2 separate regions of the Mus musculus genome follow, and region 1 is linked to region 2. Evidence: chromatin contacts called from public HiChIP or PLAC-seq data. All regions are on one chromosome and are shown on one strand. The core of a region is the stretch at or near the end of the contact, and the rest is flanking DNA. Distances in the headings are between cores, read along the strand shown.

Evidence for each region. HiChIP or PLAC-seq counts read pairs in DNA pulled down with a chosen protein or histone mark.
Region 1: a contact with region 2 is called in an H3K4me3 HiChIP or PLAC-seq map of forebrain, with 2.5 times the contacts expected there. The contact joins two enhancer-like sites. A contact is called at or near these places in 1 of 39 promoter capture datasets (neural stem cells), 10 of 484 Hi-C or Micro-C datasets (adipose-derived mesenchymal stem cells, bone marrow-derived macrophages, cerebellum and 6 more) and 4 of 115 datasets of contacts at active chromatin or transcription factors (SST interneurons, bone marrow-derived dendritic cells, forebrain and 1 more).

Annotation. Positions count from the first base shown.
Region 1 is chr12:100,314,689-100,317,928 of GRCm38.p6, forward strand. The region is part of intron 19 of Ttc7b (tetratricopeptide repeat domain 7B); the gene reads right to left. Among named protein-coding and RNA genes, the nearest start is that of Gm51958, 33 kb to the right of the region's middle. Within about 2 kb of position 1,578, at least 43 of the 459 cell types and tissues checked have an H3K27ac peak or open chromatin away from gene starts, as enhancers often do. A contact at or near this core is called in cerebral cortex, forebrain and neural stem cells, where this site is marked.
Region 2 is chr12:100,220,506-100,223,716 of GRCm38.p6, forward strand. No RefSeq gene overlaps it. Among named protein-coding and RNA genes, the nearest start is that of Gm40557, 20 kb to the right of the region's middle. Within about 2 kb of position 1,591, at least 49 of the 459 cell types and tissues checked have an H3K27ac peak or open chromatin away from gene starts, as enhancers often do. A contact at or near this core is called in cerebral cortex, forebrain and neural stem cells, where this site is marked.

The DNA of each region.
Region 1 (3,240 bases), core at 328-2,827, 94 kb after region 2:
GTAGAGGAAACATGACATGTCCTGGTCAGACAGATCTCCAGTGCATGTCAGAGCTATGTTCTAGATGCTGTTGCTTCTGCTCCGAATTGTCTACTCTTAGCCACTACTCTTTCTGGCCCTGGCCTGGGCAGTTCTGCAGTACTTCCTTCCCCGGTTCCTTCAGCCCTGCCTCTGCTCAGCGCCACAGCAGCTTCTGAGGCGTGGCCTTGAGTGTTCTTCATCCATGGTCCCTCTGATGTCTCTCTGCTTCCCTCCTTAACAGCAATTCCCTCTCTGGCCCATGAGTGCAAGTGATATAATGGCCAAAATGGCTCTCTGGAAGAAAAAAAGCCCAGATGTGTGGCATTTGCCATTTTCTACAAAGTAAGTCCTTCTATCAAGACTAAACCATACTGCTCTCTTGAGGGTTGAAGGGAACAACACAAACCCCGATTTTCTTCCAGCACTGAGAATACAGAGGGGCACAGGATGAACTTTCTTTAGCATGGAGCAGCTCTGGTAGGGGCCCCAGGATCTATGCATCTCCCGAGGAATGTGTCACCCTGGAAACATGGCTAACTCTCTGCAGCTTCCCCCTGGTTGCCAGCAACATGACCTCTGAGCTTGACTTCCCAGAGATCCTTCTGAGCTGACAGCTGTGTTGCCTATGATGCTTGCTGGTGGGTGTGCAGGCATCTGAGTGAGGTAGTGGTGGCTGGAGGGGGCTGCTGCCAGCAGGAAGCTGGTGACTGTAGCTGGCTCTTTAATCAAAGGCACAAGTGTATTTGTTACCTTTGTATAAAACGCAGGCGGCAGGTAAAGAATTTAACAGCTTATGGGAGTTCTAATTAGAGAGCCAATTATAACTCGATTGACCTGCCTTGCTTTGGAGGGCCTGGAAACTCGCATGTTGTCCTTAGGAAGAAGCAGATTTTGCTTCTAGTTTGTTCTGGGAGATCTCCGCAGGGATCTTTGGCTCTGGCCCCATGCATCTGTCTAGATCTGGCAGCCTGGTGCAGAGGATGAGAGAGAACCTGCAGGGCCCTGGACTCCTATAGGGAGGGGCCGAGCTTTATTTATGAAGACACAGCATCCACTGTCAGAGGCTGCTCTGTGCCAGGCTAGCGGCTTCTGCTGCATTTAGAAGGACACTGGCCAGAATTTCAATTATAGATCTAATCAAGAGTCAACTCTTAGCTAGGCAGGATCCCAGGCCAGTATGTATGTGTGTGTGCGTGTATGTGTGTGTGTGTGTGTGTGTGTGTGTGTGTGTGTGTGTGTGTGTGCATGTGCGTGTATCATCTCCCTACTCCTCTCAGCAAATCACTGTTGTTACCAGCCTGGAGAACAGGCACCAGACAGACATGAAAAGGGGGTGCTTCATACGTCTAAACATTTGTCATTTGACACACCTGCAGGCCTCTAGCTCACATGTGTGATCATGGCTTACTCCTGCTAGGGTGATCACCACCATCCCTCATGGATAGAAGAACCGAGGCCCAGAGAAGGAAGGCAACTTGCCCAGGGGCCTCAGCTCTGTTGTGTGGAAACTGTGTCTAATTCAAGCCATGTCTGCTCCTGATGTGTAGCCAAGAGAGGCTGTGCCGTCTGAGCTCCTCCTTCTGCACGGTGCAGGAGCAGGGCTGAGTCCCGCATGGAGAGCAGAGAGGACTGAGCTCAAGGACGTGGGATCTGGTAGAGCCACAGCCAAATCCCTTCTACAGGGACAAGCAGTGGCATCCGCATGATTGACTGGTCAGAGCCTAGATTTCCCACGAGTGTTGCTTCTCTCCTGCTCCCTAAGTGCTGGCACGCCACGGACTGTGCTCTTGGCCTCTCTCTTGCTTCCTCTCTATGATTTTTGCCTTAGCTTCAGCTATTGCCTGTTGCCAACCCCAAGTCACTGACCCAGCCTAGTCGTGTGCGGCCTGCTATCACTAGGTAGTTCTTCCTGGAGCAGGTGCCTGATGCCAGGCTAGCACTCTCCAGTCCGTGCACCAAGCCTTACTGGGCTTCCCTGCTCAGCACTTCTCATCTTGAACTGTCCTTAAGGATTCTGTTACCAGGTTACCAGCCCAGAGCATGGTCTCTCTACAGAGCAAATATAATCACATTGGCTTGGCTGTTTAGATTTTATCTTGTACAATTTCAAACCTTCAGAAAAGCAAAAAGGCTAATATAACAAACTAATAGCCAAAGTTAACAGCTGCTAAACCTTTTCCTTATAAAGAAAATTGTGGTGTGTGCGTGTGTGTGTACACATGCACATGCGTGCACCATGCTATGCTTGCATAAGTCAGAGGGCAGCTTTTGGCGTCGGTTCTCTCATGGGTCCTGAGAATTGAACTCAGGTTGTCAGGCTTGGTGGCAATCACCTATTGATTCACCGCACTGGTACTGCTAACTTTCTTCTGTATTAGCTTAATTAATCTATTTTGGGGGAAGGGTGATTATTTATTATAAGTGACAGGCATTTTTATCTCTAAACCCCCTTTAAAATTAAGGATGTTTTTTTATAACCACTTGAGCATCTCAGACTCACACTGTATATAGTACCCTCAGAAGTGATGTAGTCAGGACTTCTGGTACAGTCATCACCGGCATCCGCCTTGTTCTTTCCTAGTTGGTTTCTGCTAAAATGAAGAAGCTGTGATGATCTCTAACTCTGCAGTTCACCTAACTCACTGGTGAGGTGAGGTCTGAAGGCACACACCTGCTACGTGTCCATTTTGGACTTCTATTTGTTATTCAAAGAGACCTTCCCACGGGAGATGGCTTCCCAAAAGCTTTGGGCCTAAAAGTTTTACCATTCTTCTGCAAGTCCAGAAATCAAGTGGAGCTGACATGGCCCAAAAGGAGCCCACAGCACTCAGCAGGGAGTTCAGAACATGGTGGCAGTCATACGCTTAATCCATGTTCAAAGGTAGGTAGCAGGCTAGGGAGGGAGGCAGAGTGAAAGAAACTCAGGATTAAGATGCAGGGGCCAGGAATTTGTAACAGGAGTTGGAAACATTATAGGGAAACACAGACCAACCCAGGCAAAAAATCTCCATGTCTTTCCCAAGCCAAGAAGTTTCCTGTGTGCGGCAGGAAGGCAGAAGAGCCTAGTTGGTATGCTGTATTGGAACAAGAGGACAGCATTTCTAAGGATAACGGCATGGGTAGGATATATCAGATTTGGAAACATTTAGGTACTGAGACTGAATTGGCTGCCAGTCACCTAAGACTTCAGAGCAAAATCAGAAGTAAGCAGAGCTCTGG
Region 2 (3,211 bases), core at 341-2,840:
GAGGAGTTCCAGGGCATGTATGACTCAGTGGCATTTAGTATCACATGCTGAGCAGTCACTATCTCTGTCAAGTTCCAAACATTGTCATCAGTCAGAAGAAAACCTTGTGCTCATCAGAAGTTGGTCCCTAACGCCTCCTCTTGTGGACACCGTGATTTGCCCTTTGCTGCGGATTTACCTATTAAGAACATTTTATTGCCATAAAAGATCACAGTCTGGGCTTCTGCTGTGTGGCTTCCTTCATCCAGCAAGGGTTTTTCAGTGCTGTGCATTACAGGCAAAAGAAGCATACCAGCTTGAACGGTGAGGTTCCCCACAAGATGGCTATGTTGAGGGGCTCCCAGCAGATACACAAGGCTTGTGTCAGAGTGAGGACCCCAGTGTCTGGACTCTGGATTGACCCCCCCCCCAAAAAAACCCCAAAGAAATAGGTACAGGAACCTTACTGTACCAGACGGTGTTTTTTTCTCCCTTGGTGTATGCATTGTTCCCATGGATCCCTGCTAAAGCTCATGCGTCACTGACCACGGAGTAAGGGAGCCCTCCAGGTGGAAGCAATGCACATGCCCACTGATGATACAAAGATGAAGGAAACAAGTCCATCTTTCAATGGATCATCATTTAGTCCTGAAGAGACACAATGTTACTTTTTGGGGGGTGGGGGTTGTTTTGTTTGTTTGTTTGTTTTCGAGACAGGGTTTCTCTGTGTATCCCTGGCTGTCCTGGAACTCACTTTGTAGACCAGGCTGGCCTCGAACTCAGAAGTCCACCTGCCTCTGCCTCCCAAGTGCTGGGATTAAAGACGCCAGCACACCTGGCAAGAAACAATGTTACTTAATAAGAGGCACAACCTTGAAAACATTATGCTGAGTGAAGAAAGCCACGTGCACGCATACACACACACACACACACACACACACACACACACACACACACACACACACACACACACACTGCATGGTAGATTCTATCGCTGTGAACACTGCATGGTAGATTCTATCGCTGTGAAAGATTCTTGGTAGGTAAATCCAGAGCGATCCCCAAAGGCAGTTTCCAGGAGGAGCTGTCCAACAAGGCTCTCTGGTGGTCCAAGCAGTGGGGCCTCGAGCATCCAAGACAGGCATGGCAGAAAGCAGTAGACTGTAGGTGGGAGCAGCCTGTTCTCCACTCCTGCCCTGACACCTCCTGCAGTACTCAGCTAGTTCTCTTCAGCTTCCAGCACACATCCTGCCATCCTGCAGCGCCACTGAAAGCGTCCACAGGCAGATGTGGGAAGAAAGAGGACTGGGACCAATGAGGGGCTTGTTCAGTCTCTAACGTATGTCCCCTTGGGGTCAGAGTCCCAAAAAGCAGTTTCAGATGAGGCTTGTTCCCTCTCCAAGCCTGGACCTTGGAACTCTGATCCAAACATACTCAGGAAGCTAGGACGGCTGCCGAGGTGTCTCCAGAAAACTGAAGAGAGCAAAGAAGACTTGCCAGTTTCCATGGAAACCATCCAAAATTTAAAAGACTAGGAGTTTAATCTCTCTCACACACACCCCTGCCTCTCTCCTCCCTCCCCACCCTCCCCTCTCTCCCCCACTCCACACTCACACACAAATCCCATTGTGCTGCATTATTCTGATGAGACCTTGGCGGGGCTGCCGAGAGGAGTCAGGATTTGGGGCTTTCTGTAGAACACGGAGCCCTAGAATTCATTTTATGGGTTTAAACTAAAGCATGAAGAAACATTTGGAATGCAAAATACCTAAATCCTCTATGCCGCGGAAGATCAAAAAATAAATAAATAAAAGAGGTGAAAGCTTTTTGCTAGATTAAAAGGAAAGAAGATGTGGGGGTGGGGTGAGGAAGGTTGGGAGCCTGTCTCTGGAGCTCAGCTGTCATTCCAGCCCACCCTGTCCAGTGTCTCCTTCTCTGAGGCTGCTGCAGATGACAGGACTGGACCTATTTTATTGCTTAGGTAGGAGACCCAATCAGAGCAAGGGACTAGTCATAAGATGTTCGTTGGGCTTCCGCGAGGGATAGCCTCTGCTGCTGTGGTCTGAAGTTTCTACATGAACAGCATTACCCAACTGGGAACTGGGTGGGGGTAGGGGGTGGGACTGGGAGCATCAAACTGCACATGAACCAAACACAGATTCTCTTGTCGTTACTCCCTAAACAATCCTAACAGCCACTTAGAAAGTATTTATATTGCATTAAAGCATCTAGAGATGGCTCAAAGCACATGCATGTTGTGTGACTAACCACTTTCCATAGGAGCGTTGAGTACTGGGGTTTAAGCATCTGCCTGAACACGCTCGTGCGCGCGCGCGTGTGTGTGTGTGTGTGTGTGTGTGTGTGTGTGTGGTTATCCTGGAACCAGACTCTTGGAAACTGACTTGTGCTGTGAGCCTATACCTGCACTATTTGTTTTTTTTAAACCTTCCGAGCCCTTCCCTCTTTCCCAGACATCTTATCTCATATATTTGCCCTAACTGCCCAGGTCTTGCTGCCCCTCACCTCATCAGTGGTCCATGTATTCCACTGATCAGCCTCTGGCTTTATTCAGTAACTTCATTTTTTTTTATTTTTTATTTTTTTTAAGATAGAGTCTCACTATGTGTATCTCTGAATGGCTGGAACTCACTAATCCAGCTGGCACTGAGCTTACAGAGGTCTAACTAGCTCTGCTACCCGAGAACCACCAGACCTGGCACTATTCTTAGTCCATGGAATATTTCAGCCAGGAAGTCATGCCAATGGATCTAATCCTGCCTCATTTATAAAGAAAATAAAATGATCCTCATTTTCTCAGAGTCCCCACAACAATCCAGCAAGGTCCAAGGCTTTATTACTGTACAAACATGAGCTTGAATCTTGAGAGATTTTCAGTGGCTTGCCCAAGGTCTCATGGCCCTGTACCCACTGTGTTTTCTGTTTTTATTTCTCTTGATGAAGATGAGTCTGAATATGTGTGGGGTGAGCGTGTGTACTTGCCTAGGCCCTGCAAGCCCAGGGTGTCCCTTATCCCACTTGGCTGCTGGTCTCCATGAGGTACCAGCAGGCTTGTAGCTTGGGGATCTTAAACAGCGCATAGCAGGCCAGTCTTGTGTCCCTGACCATGTCAAACCCCAGAGACCTCTTTGAAGTGCCATGACGCTCCAGATGAACAACATAAATTCATGGAAATGTTTCACAAGGGCGTTTTTCCTCTGCCGGTCTCCATTTC